2 separate regions of the Zea mays genome follow, and region 1 is linked to region 2. Evidence: chromatin contacts called from public Hi-C data. All regions are on one chromosome and are shown on one strand. The core of a region is the stretch at or near the end of the contact, and the rest is flanking DNA. Distances in the headings are between cores, read along the strand shown. Region 1 holds the start of LOC111589993. Region 2 holds the start of LOC103634814 (protein SUPPRESSOR OF K(+) TRANSPORT GROWTH DEFECT 1).

Region 1 (4,572 bases), core at 1,961-4,460, 300 kb before region 2:
GTGATTCTAATGTTCTTGAACTTTCGGGAGTGTTGGGTGGTAAAACATTTGTACCATACGATGAGGTTTATTTTAACAGTTAAGTATAACTGAATATAAGCTTGTTCTGTTAAGGTTATAAATTATACCTCATGTGACGCTTCAACATTCGTCTTTGAATTGTTTTTTCTACTGGTTTATTAACAAAAAATAAATGTTATTAAATAGGAGTATATAATAGAAGCATATAATAGTGAGTTGAATAGAATGTTAATGGAAATATACTTACCTAGTGTCGTCGTCGTCTGAAAATGTAATAGATCTAGCAACCTGCAATATAACTCAATGGATGTAAGAAAGGAGTTAGAGAGTTACACATTAAATGAAATTTAAGTTTTTTTTGTGAGAGGAATCTTTCATGGGAACGTGCAAGTGTATGGGAAAATCTCATAAAATCATAAATTGCATGAAAATGAAGCTTTATTTATAAACTTACCTAAAGAAGAAGTGTGCAGCACTATTAAAAACTAGGAAATAAATGGGTGCAACTCCTCATAAATTATTGGTATAATCCAAAACAAATAAGTATATGAGTGCACATATAATTAGCTGAGTTCACTTAAAGATGAATTTGAAAATACACATTTCATCATGCAATTCGAATCTGTACTTGTATAAGGCTGTACAAATGAAGTACGTGCTCTGGATAACAGTCCACCTTACAGAAATTCCTGCAATGTAAACCAATCACAATGTTGATCAGCTGGATAAGCGGGATGCAAATTTACAGTCACTGCACATTGTTAGACATGTGCAACACTCAATCTTTACTGATATAGAGTGACCAATATTGCAGTTCACATAAAAAGGAGCATAATCATATTGTATGGAAAACGAAGCTTTATTTATAAACTTACCTATGGAAGGAGTGTATAGTACAATTAGATACTGGGAAGCTGAATGGGTGCACCTCCTCGTAAATTATTGGTATGATCGGTATCCAAAAAACTATGTGAGTATCCATATAATTAGCTAAGTTCACTTACAAACGAATTTGTAAGTACACATTTCACCATGCAATTTGATCTGCACTTGTATGAGGATGTACTGATGAAGTTTGTAGATTGTAGTGTGGATAACAGACCACCTTATAGAAACTCTTGCAACGTGAACTGATCACAATATCAATCAGCTGGATAAGTGGGTTGCAAATTTACAATTATTAGTGTGCATTATTAGACATGTACAACATTTATTCTATACTGCTATATATAATGTGTAATGTGGTTGATGTAACAATCGTCAGGACGATATAAATACCATGTAGTAGTGTATGCATCAACCAAGCTATGTAATAATGGTGTTACACCCAAACAATAAAAAAATACAGGACAAAAAGAAAGACCAAGAATGTATAAGGTTAAGATCTGTTCTTAGTTACTGATTTCTAACTACACGTCTTCTGAAATGGTCGCCTAGATATTAAAATGTATGTTTTCTTCATTCATAACTTATCCATGCAAATGAAACTAGCATAGGCAGGACCAGCGCTGAAGGTTTTGGAGGACCAGTGCTGAAGGTTTTGGCCTTCAAACCCGCAACCTGGTGATAGTGAAACTAGAACAGAAGTTCATTTGTTTTATTCAGGTTACCAAACCTTTATAGTACAACAAACTCGCACCCTGAAGAACAGTTACCACGTTACTGAACAGTTCGGCTGAATTAACCCCTCATATATACCCTACAGCCTCAATTCCTAAGAAAATTCAAGAAAAGTTAAACATGGGTGTGCAATAGGAGAGTTAAGCACCGAGCACCTGAACGGTTGGGCCAAGACGCAGCGTGACGACGACCGGAGGGAGGGAGGGGGAGCGCCGGTGTTGTGGTCGGCGAAGAAGCTGAGGAGGTGAGGCGCCCTGTGGAGGACATGGAAGCGGCGGACGAAGGTAGGGTTGGAGAGGAGGAGGCGTCAGCGCTTGCAGACGAGGGAGGCGTGGGACGACGGGAGCCACCACGGCGAAGGGGTGACGGGGAGGAGGAGGCGGCGTGTGCGAGCGCGGAGAGTGGCGGATGCAGGCGTGGCGGCGAGGGAGACCGCGAGGAGAAGAATTTTGGGAGGGGGAAGAAGCACCTGGAAGTCTCCAGCAGTGCGGAGAACTCGGCAAGATCACCGTTGATCTGTAATCGAACGTCACATGATTTCTTGATGACGTGGATAGCTTTATTGAAGCCGTTTTGAAGCTGCTTTAATATATAGGAAATTGCTACTGCTGCTAGCTGTTCCTCTCGTCCCGCGTCGTCCCCACATGGTTAACCAAAATCGTTTTAATTTAATTTAAATTTCCCGCTATAAAACTGAAAATAGGAAACCAAACGGTCTTCAAGGGATTTCTCAAATTTCTCCACCGGTTTGCAAGTTTAAATTTAAAAACAGATTTTCGTGAATGCGATCGAGGAAAAACCATGTTTCTGAGTTGAAACCGTGTTTTTCGACAGATTTTCTATGTTTCTCGGTAAATTTTGTTTTTTTATTTCGTTTTTTTCCCGAGAAAATCCTATGTGCATGTTTCTAGTTTAAAAACCCGGTTTTCTCGATAAAAAAGTGTGTTTTCTCAATGAAATTTATTATTTTTACTAGAAAATACTTATTATTTTTTAACAAAAACAAAAAAATGTGATATATCGGATTACTCAAAAAACATGTAATTATCATATTTTTTTCTCGATTTTTATATATTTTAAAAATATTTAGAATTTTGTACGAATTTAGAAAACGATCGGGAAACCCCAAGAACGAGAAACTGGCCTGGAGATGCCTCGATGTCGGTAGCATCCAAAGGAAACCATGCAGTCAAGAGACTGCCAGGAGCCCCCCAACTTTTTTGCAAATTGGCCCTTTTCGGGTTTTTTTTGCACAATTATGCCCCCTCGCAGTTTCATTTCAAAAAATGGACTCTTGGCTCGGCGCCGTCATCATTGGCGCCGAGCTTCTGTGTGCCGGCGCCAATAATATTGGCGCTCATACGTCAGACGGTGGTGTGACCTGGGATCTACGTGGCATGTACCTCGGCGCCATAGATCTTGGCGCCGAGGTAGGCGCCCGGTCAACGACGCCTACCTCGGCGCCAAGATCTATGGCGCCGAGGTACATGCCTATAAATAGTACCCTACGTCTGGCTTGTTGCTGTGCTCATTCCAATTCTTCAAAACTAGAGATATCGCCTGATTTATATGATGTCTAGGCGTGGTAAATATGCTAAACCAAGGTAAGTTTTGGATCCGCCTCTTATTTTGTGAGTCTATTATATTTGTGATTGTTATAGAGTTTATGGAAATTTAGGAAGAGTCCTTTGACCGGAACTGCCTTCGACCCGCTGTCTTTGCCAAGTGGTGTTCCAGTGCCTATGTGTTTTTGTGGTGATCCTTGTAAGGTCGATAAGTCTGAGGATCATGACACCTATCGACAGAGGTATTGGATGTGTGCTAACTTTGCATTTGAGCCAACTATTGTTCAACGTCGGATGAATTTAATGGTGAGAATAGTCTTGTAATATGTTTACAATTTGTGAATGTTTTTGTAAAATTTTTTTTGCGTACTAATAATTGCATATTTTGTAGACTCCTCCACCGCTATGTGATTTTGAGCAGTGGATTGACACAGAAATATCAGAGAAAGACAAGAAGTGGTTGGAGAATCTTAAAAAGTGGGATGCAGAGGACAAAGAGAGGATGGAAAAAAGACGAGAGGAGCTTGCTGCGGAGCAACAACGTGAAGACGAAGGGAAAACGAGGTGTATTGCTGAATGCAGGGAAGAGAAGGAGAAAAAGCTTGAGCGCGCACGTCGTGCAAAGGAAGCAATGGAGGAGAACCCTGATGCATTTCGCAAAGGCAAATGGCCCCGTTGCACTCAGTAGTCTTGGTGTTTTATTTGAAGTTATGTAATAATGAACTTATTATTCGGTATTATGTATTGTCGAACAATGATATTTCGTAATGAATTACCTTCAAATTGATGAAAAAGTACATAAATACACAATTGATGAAAACTAGATTTAAAGCAATTCTTGAAGGCGACTTCAAGCAATTGAAAAAGATAATCAACACGCTGAAAGAAATTATTACAGAAGAGTTTTCTAGTAGTGCTCCCACATTCCAAATTGAGTTGACCCTTCTCCATAGTATCCTCCCATTGTTGGTGTCTGCTGTGGGTGCGGTGGAGACGATGGAGGACCAACATTCTTGTTGTGACAAGGGCAGCAACAATATGGATCTGGGCATACTTGCACCTGTGAAGCACCAACATTGTTGTTGTCTCTTTCTTCCTCGTCATTTTTGTTGCTTACTTCCCTCTCTAGATCAAATATCCTATTCTGTAGGTAGGATATGTATTCCGCATGAGGAAAAATCGGATGAGGATCTACCCAACGAGTGAACCCACAATTCTCCTTGACCAATGAATGCTGCATAAATGTTTATAGTTAGTTTCACTGAATAACAAAAGTATTTAGAACAAAGGAGTAGAAATTAATTTGTACATATGCATAAGGACATCTGAAGAAACGCCGGCCTCCATCAATTCCACCCTCAACGAA
Region 2 (4,337 bases), core at 927-3,426:
TCGCGCGGCGGTGGAAGAAGTGTCATGTCGTAGCTGCCGTCGAAGGACATGAACTCAAGAGCCCCGAAACGAAGCACCGTCCCGGGCCGGAGAGGTTGCTGGAGACTGCCCATCTGGAGCTTGACGGGGAGCTGTTCGTCAGCACGCAGCATGCCCCTACCTGGCGCGCCAACTGTCGGCGTTTCGAGACAGGGGGGTCCCTAAGCCGACGAGTGAGTGTGCTGCGTGCCCCAGCCCAGATGGGTCGAGCGCGTGGGCGAGCGCGAAGGGGGGAGAGGCGAGGCGGCCGGAGCCGAGCGTGAGAGAGGTGGAAGTCCCGCGGCCTTCGTGTTCGTCCCGCGCCCAGGTCAGGTGCGCTTGCAGTAGGGGGGTTACAAGCGTCCACGCGGGTGAGGGAAGCGAGCGGCCCCAAGAGAGCGCCTGTCCCGTCCTCGGTCCCGCGCGGCCAACCTCCTCTGAGAAGGCCCTGGTCCTTCCTTTTATAGTCGTAAGGAGAGGATCCAGGTGTACAATGGGATGTAGCAGAGTGCTACGTGTCTAGCGGAGGGAGAGCTAGCGCCCTAGGTACATGCCAATGTGGCAGCCGGAGAGATCTGGGCACCCTGCTGGCGTGATGTCGTGGCTGTTGGAGGTGCGGCGGAGCCTGATGGAGGGACAGCTGTTGGAGCGGTCGAGTCCCTGCTGACGTTGTCCTGCTTCCGTAAGAGAGCTAGGGGCCGCCGTCGTCATAGAGCTTGTGGAGCGCCATCATTGCCTCTCTGGCGGAGCTGGCCGGATGAGACGCCGGTCTTGTTCTCCGTGACCCGAGTCGATTCGGGGTGGGATGATGATGGCGCCTCCTGTTGACGTGGCGGTCTGTGCCCTAGGCAGGGCGACGTGGGGTTTCCTCCGAAGCCGAGGTTGAGTCTGCCTTCTGTTGCCGTGGCCGAGCCCGAGCCAAGGGGTCGGTCGAGGCGGAAGTCGTTCGGCCGAGGCCAGGGCGGAGTCCGAGCCCTGGGGTCGGGCGAGGCGGAGTTTCGTCGTCTTCCGGGTCTTAGCCCGAGTCCGAGCCCTGGGGTCGGGCGGAGCGGAGTTCGCCGTCTTCCGGGTCTTAGCCCGAGTCCGAGCCCTGGGGTCGGGCGGAGCGGAGTTCGCCGTCTTCCGGGTCTTAGCCCGAGTCCGAGCCCTGGGGTCGGGCGGAGCGGAGTTCGCCGTCTTCCGGGTCTTAGCCCGAGTCCGAGCCCTGGGGTCGGGCGGAGCGGAGTTTGCCGTGGCGCCTTTGTCGAGGCCTGACTGCCTGTCAGACTTACTCTGTCGAGTGGCGCTGCAGTCGGAGTGGCGCAGGCGGCGCTGTCCTTCTGTCAGACTGGCCAGTGGAGCGGTGGAGTGACGGCGGTCACCTCGGCTCTGCTGGAGGCGCGTGTCAGGATAGAGGTGTCAGGCCTCCTGTGCGTTAAATGCCCCTGCAATTTGGTCAGTCGGTGTGGTGATTTAGTCAAGGTTGCTTCTGAGCGAAGCCAAGGCCTTGGGCGAGCCGGTGATGTGTCCGCCATAAAAAGGGGGCCTCGGGCGAGACGGAAGTCTCTCGAGGTCGGCTGCCTTCGGCCGAGGCTAGGCTCGGGTGAAGCGTGATCGAGTCACTCGTGTGGACTGATCCCTGACTTAATCATGCCCATCAGGCCTTTGCAGCTTTATGCTGATGGGGGTTACCAGCTGAGAATTAGGCGTCTTGAGGGTACCCCTAATTATGGTCCCCGACAAATCTATTCTGATTCTTAGGGGAATTATAGGTTTACGGTTTCTAATTCTCAAGTAAATCTGAGAAATATTTCTTGTTCATTCAAAATCCTAGTCTTTGAAGAACGTGATTCTTAAGTTTCTCTGTAAGACGTAGTTTTGGGTTGTTTGGAGATTCCGATGTACCTAGAGAAAAGTAGTTTGAGAAATTATCTACTAAACCCACTTATAGTTAGATCTAGCAATAAAAAAGACATTTCTACCGCAAAGAGTCTGACTAGTTCGTCTATGTAAACGTTAAGCAACTAAATCCTTGCTAAATGGGCCTGGATCATGAAAAACCACGAGTTGGTTTGAGATTGCCTGGCAATTCTAAGATACATCTCTAATATTCTTTATACGGTTTAATGAAACAAAATTATACGTTAAGCCTATAGCATCACCATCATACAGTAAAGATAGGCAAATGAATGCCACCTATTCTTTTTTCTCCGCAGCCAAAACACGCTTCTCCCTTCCCATCTTTTCCTTTCCTCTCCCTCGTCTCGTCTCGTCTTCGTTCCCCTTTCCTCCTGCGCACCCCGTCTTCTCCTCACCGCGTCAAACCCCAGCACAAATCAACCGCCCGCCGCCTCCGCTCCCCTCCCGTCCCGAATCAGCCGCTGCGGTGCCCAATCCGGCCGATCCCCCCTCCTATCCGCCGCAGAGGCGGCGCCTCTGGGCCTACCCCGATGTATAGCAACTTCAAGGAGCAGGCGATCGAGTACGTCAAGCAGGCGGTCCAGGAGGACAATGCCGGCAACTACGTCAAGGCGTTCCCTCTCTACATGAACGCGCTCGAGTACTTCAAGACCCATCTCAAGTACGAGAAGAACCCCAAGATCAAGGAGGCCATCACCGCCAAGTTCACCGAGTACCTCCGCCGCGCCGAGGAGATCCGGGCCGTCCTCGACGAGGGCGGCGCGGGGCCGGGGGCCAACGGAGGTGACGCAGCCGTCGCCACGCGCCCCAAGACCAAGGGCAAGGACGGCGACGGGGGCAACGGAGGGGATGACTCCGAGCAGTCCAAGCTCAGGGCGGGGCTCAACTCTGCCATCATCACCGAGAAGCCCAACGTCAAGTGGAACGACGTTGCTGGCCTCGAGAGCGCCAAGCAAGCTCTGCAGGAGGCCGTCATATTGCCGGTCAAGTTCCCACAGTTCTTCACGGGTGAGCTACGGGTTATCCTTTTTTTTTTCTTTTTATTCTTTGATCCTGATAAAAGTTTCGTGATTGTAATCGTTATGGTGCCTTGCTATGGGGTCGCAAAGGCTTTGCAGATCTTTATTATATTTGTTAAATTGGATGGGGGGTGAGCTAGGGTTGATACAACTATCCACTGTTAGGTAGCGAATAACGAAACATCTTTTGCTGTCGAAAGTGATTATCGAATATTTGATTGATTGATAACCGGCGCTATGATTTTTTTGTTTTCATTTTTACATGATGATTTATGTTGTTGGGCGAGACCATTTCTAGAGGCCATATGTTTGACTACTTAGGTTATTTTTCGGTTGGTAAACCTTTCAAGAGCATTGCTAACTGTTAAATTACCTACACAGAATATCGATATCAACTGGGATTAAAACAACAACCCCTTTTCATGTTAAAAAGTGTGAACTGAAAGATGGTTCAATTCAAAATTCAAAAGGATCAAACATGCTATTTTAAGAATATATGCACAATTGCATTCATATGATTATTCTGCTAGTTTTGTACCAAAGATTATGACTGGCTACTTGATTCAAATCTAGAATTTATTGACCTGGTAAAAATTTATTTTCAATTTTGAATGGTTTGTTTGCCAGTATGAACTAATGAAGAATGCTATCCCTTAGGCAAGCGGAGGCCTTGGAGGGCGTTTCTTTTATATGGCCCTCCTGGAACAGGAAAGTCTTACTTGGCAAAAGCCGTCGCAACCGAGGCTGATTCAACATTTTTCAGGTAGATAATTGTATATTCATCACTACACCAGTTCCCTTTAGTTTGCTCTTTTATAGACATGTTCTTTTTATGCTTTGGTTTTGAAACAAAAACTGTTTTAAGCTTTTGCTGCATATCTCTTGATATGCTTCCTTTGGCTGTCATATGTCTGAACTCTTACTATATCTATCTTACATATTTCACCTACCAGTGACAACATTATTATTCAACAAATTTTCAGTGCGTTGTAGTGTCTGCCAATTTAAGAATTCTTAGGCATTCTGCACCGCTGACACATTTGTGTAGTACCTAGAGTCTTCACATAACACTTCATTTGTAGCATCACACTTTTTCTTGGTTTCAGGGAATAGATTATTTTATTTGAGGACAGTACACACCATGTCTCACATAAATTATTGATTTATATGGACGGGTGCGATGGATTTGTATGGGCTATTTATAAAAAAAGCTGTAACTATTTCACCTGAAAGGAATTGGGTACCAATCCTTTTTTATTGAAACCTGTTCCACAATGCAATATATACACTGGCATAGACATGTAGATTGCATCGAAATGTTCTTTGATTTTGTACATGTTCTGTGTTAATGGTACAGTTTCCTGTTTGTCTATTAGCTCCATTATGGAGTATAATTCATTT

What was found. Hi-C and Micro-C count contacts between places; a contact is called where the count stands out from the background.
Region 1: a contact with region 2 is called in a Hi-C map of ear, with 2.6 times the contacts expected there. The contact joins the promoter of LOC111589993 here to the promoter of LOC103634814 in region 2. A contact is called at or near these places in 2 of 25 Hi-C or Micro-C datasets (ear and tassel).

The regions. Positions count from the first base shown.
Region 1 is chr8:14,312,090-14,316,661 of Zm-B73-REFERENCE-NAM-5.0, reverse strand. It overlaps LOC111589993, which reads left to right and starts at 3,210. Exons shown (of 2, transcript XM_023300936.2): 1 at 3,210-3,512; 2 at 3,598-3,995. The coding sequence starts at 3,384. The coding sequence ends at 3,894. LOC103634819 (a long non-coding RNA gene) reads right to left here and starts at 2,123. Exons shown (of 2, transcript XR_004851889.1): 1 at 1-2,123.
Region 2 is chr8:14,006,391-14,010,727 of Zm-B73-REFERENCE-NAM-5.0, reverse strand. LOC103634814 (protein SUPPRESSOR OF K(+) TRANSPORT GROWTH DEFECT 1) reads left to right here and starts at 2,176. Exons shown (of 8, transcript XM_008657403.3): 1 at 2,176-2,925; 2 at 3,594-3,699. The coding sequence starts at 2,187.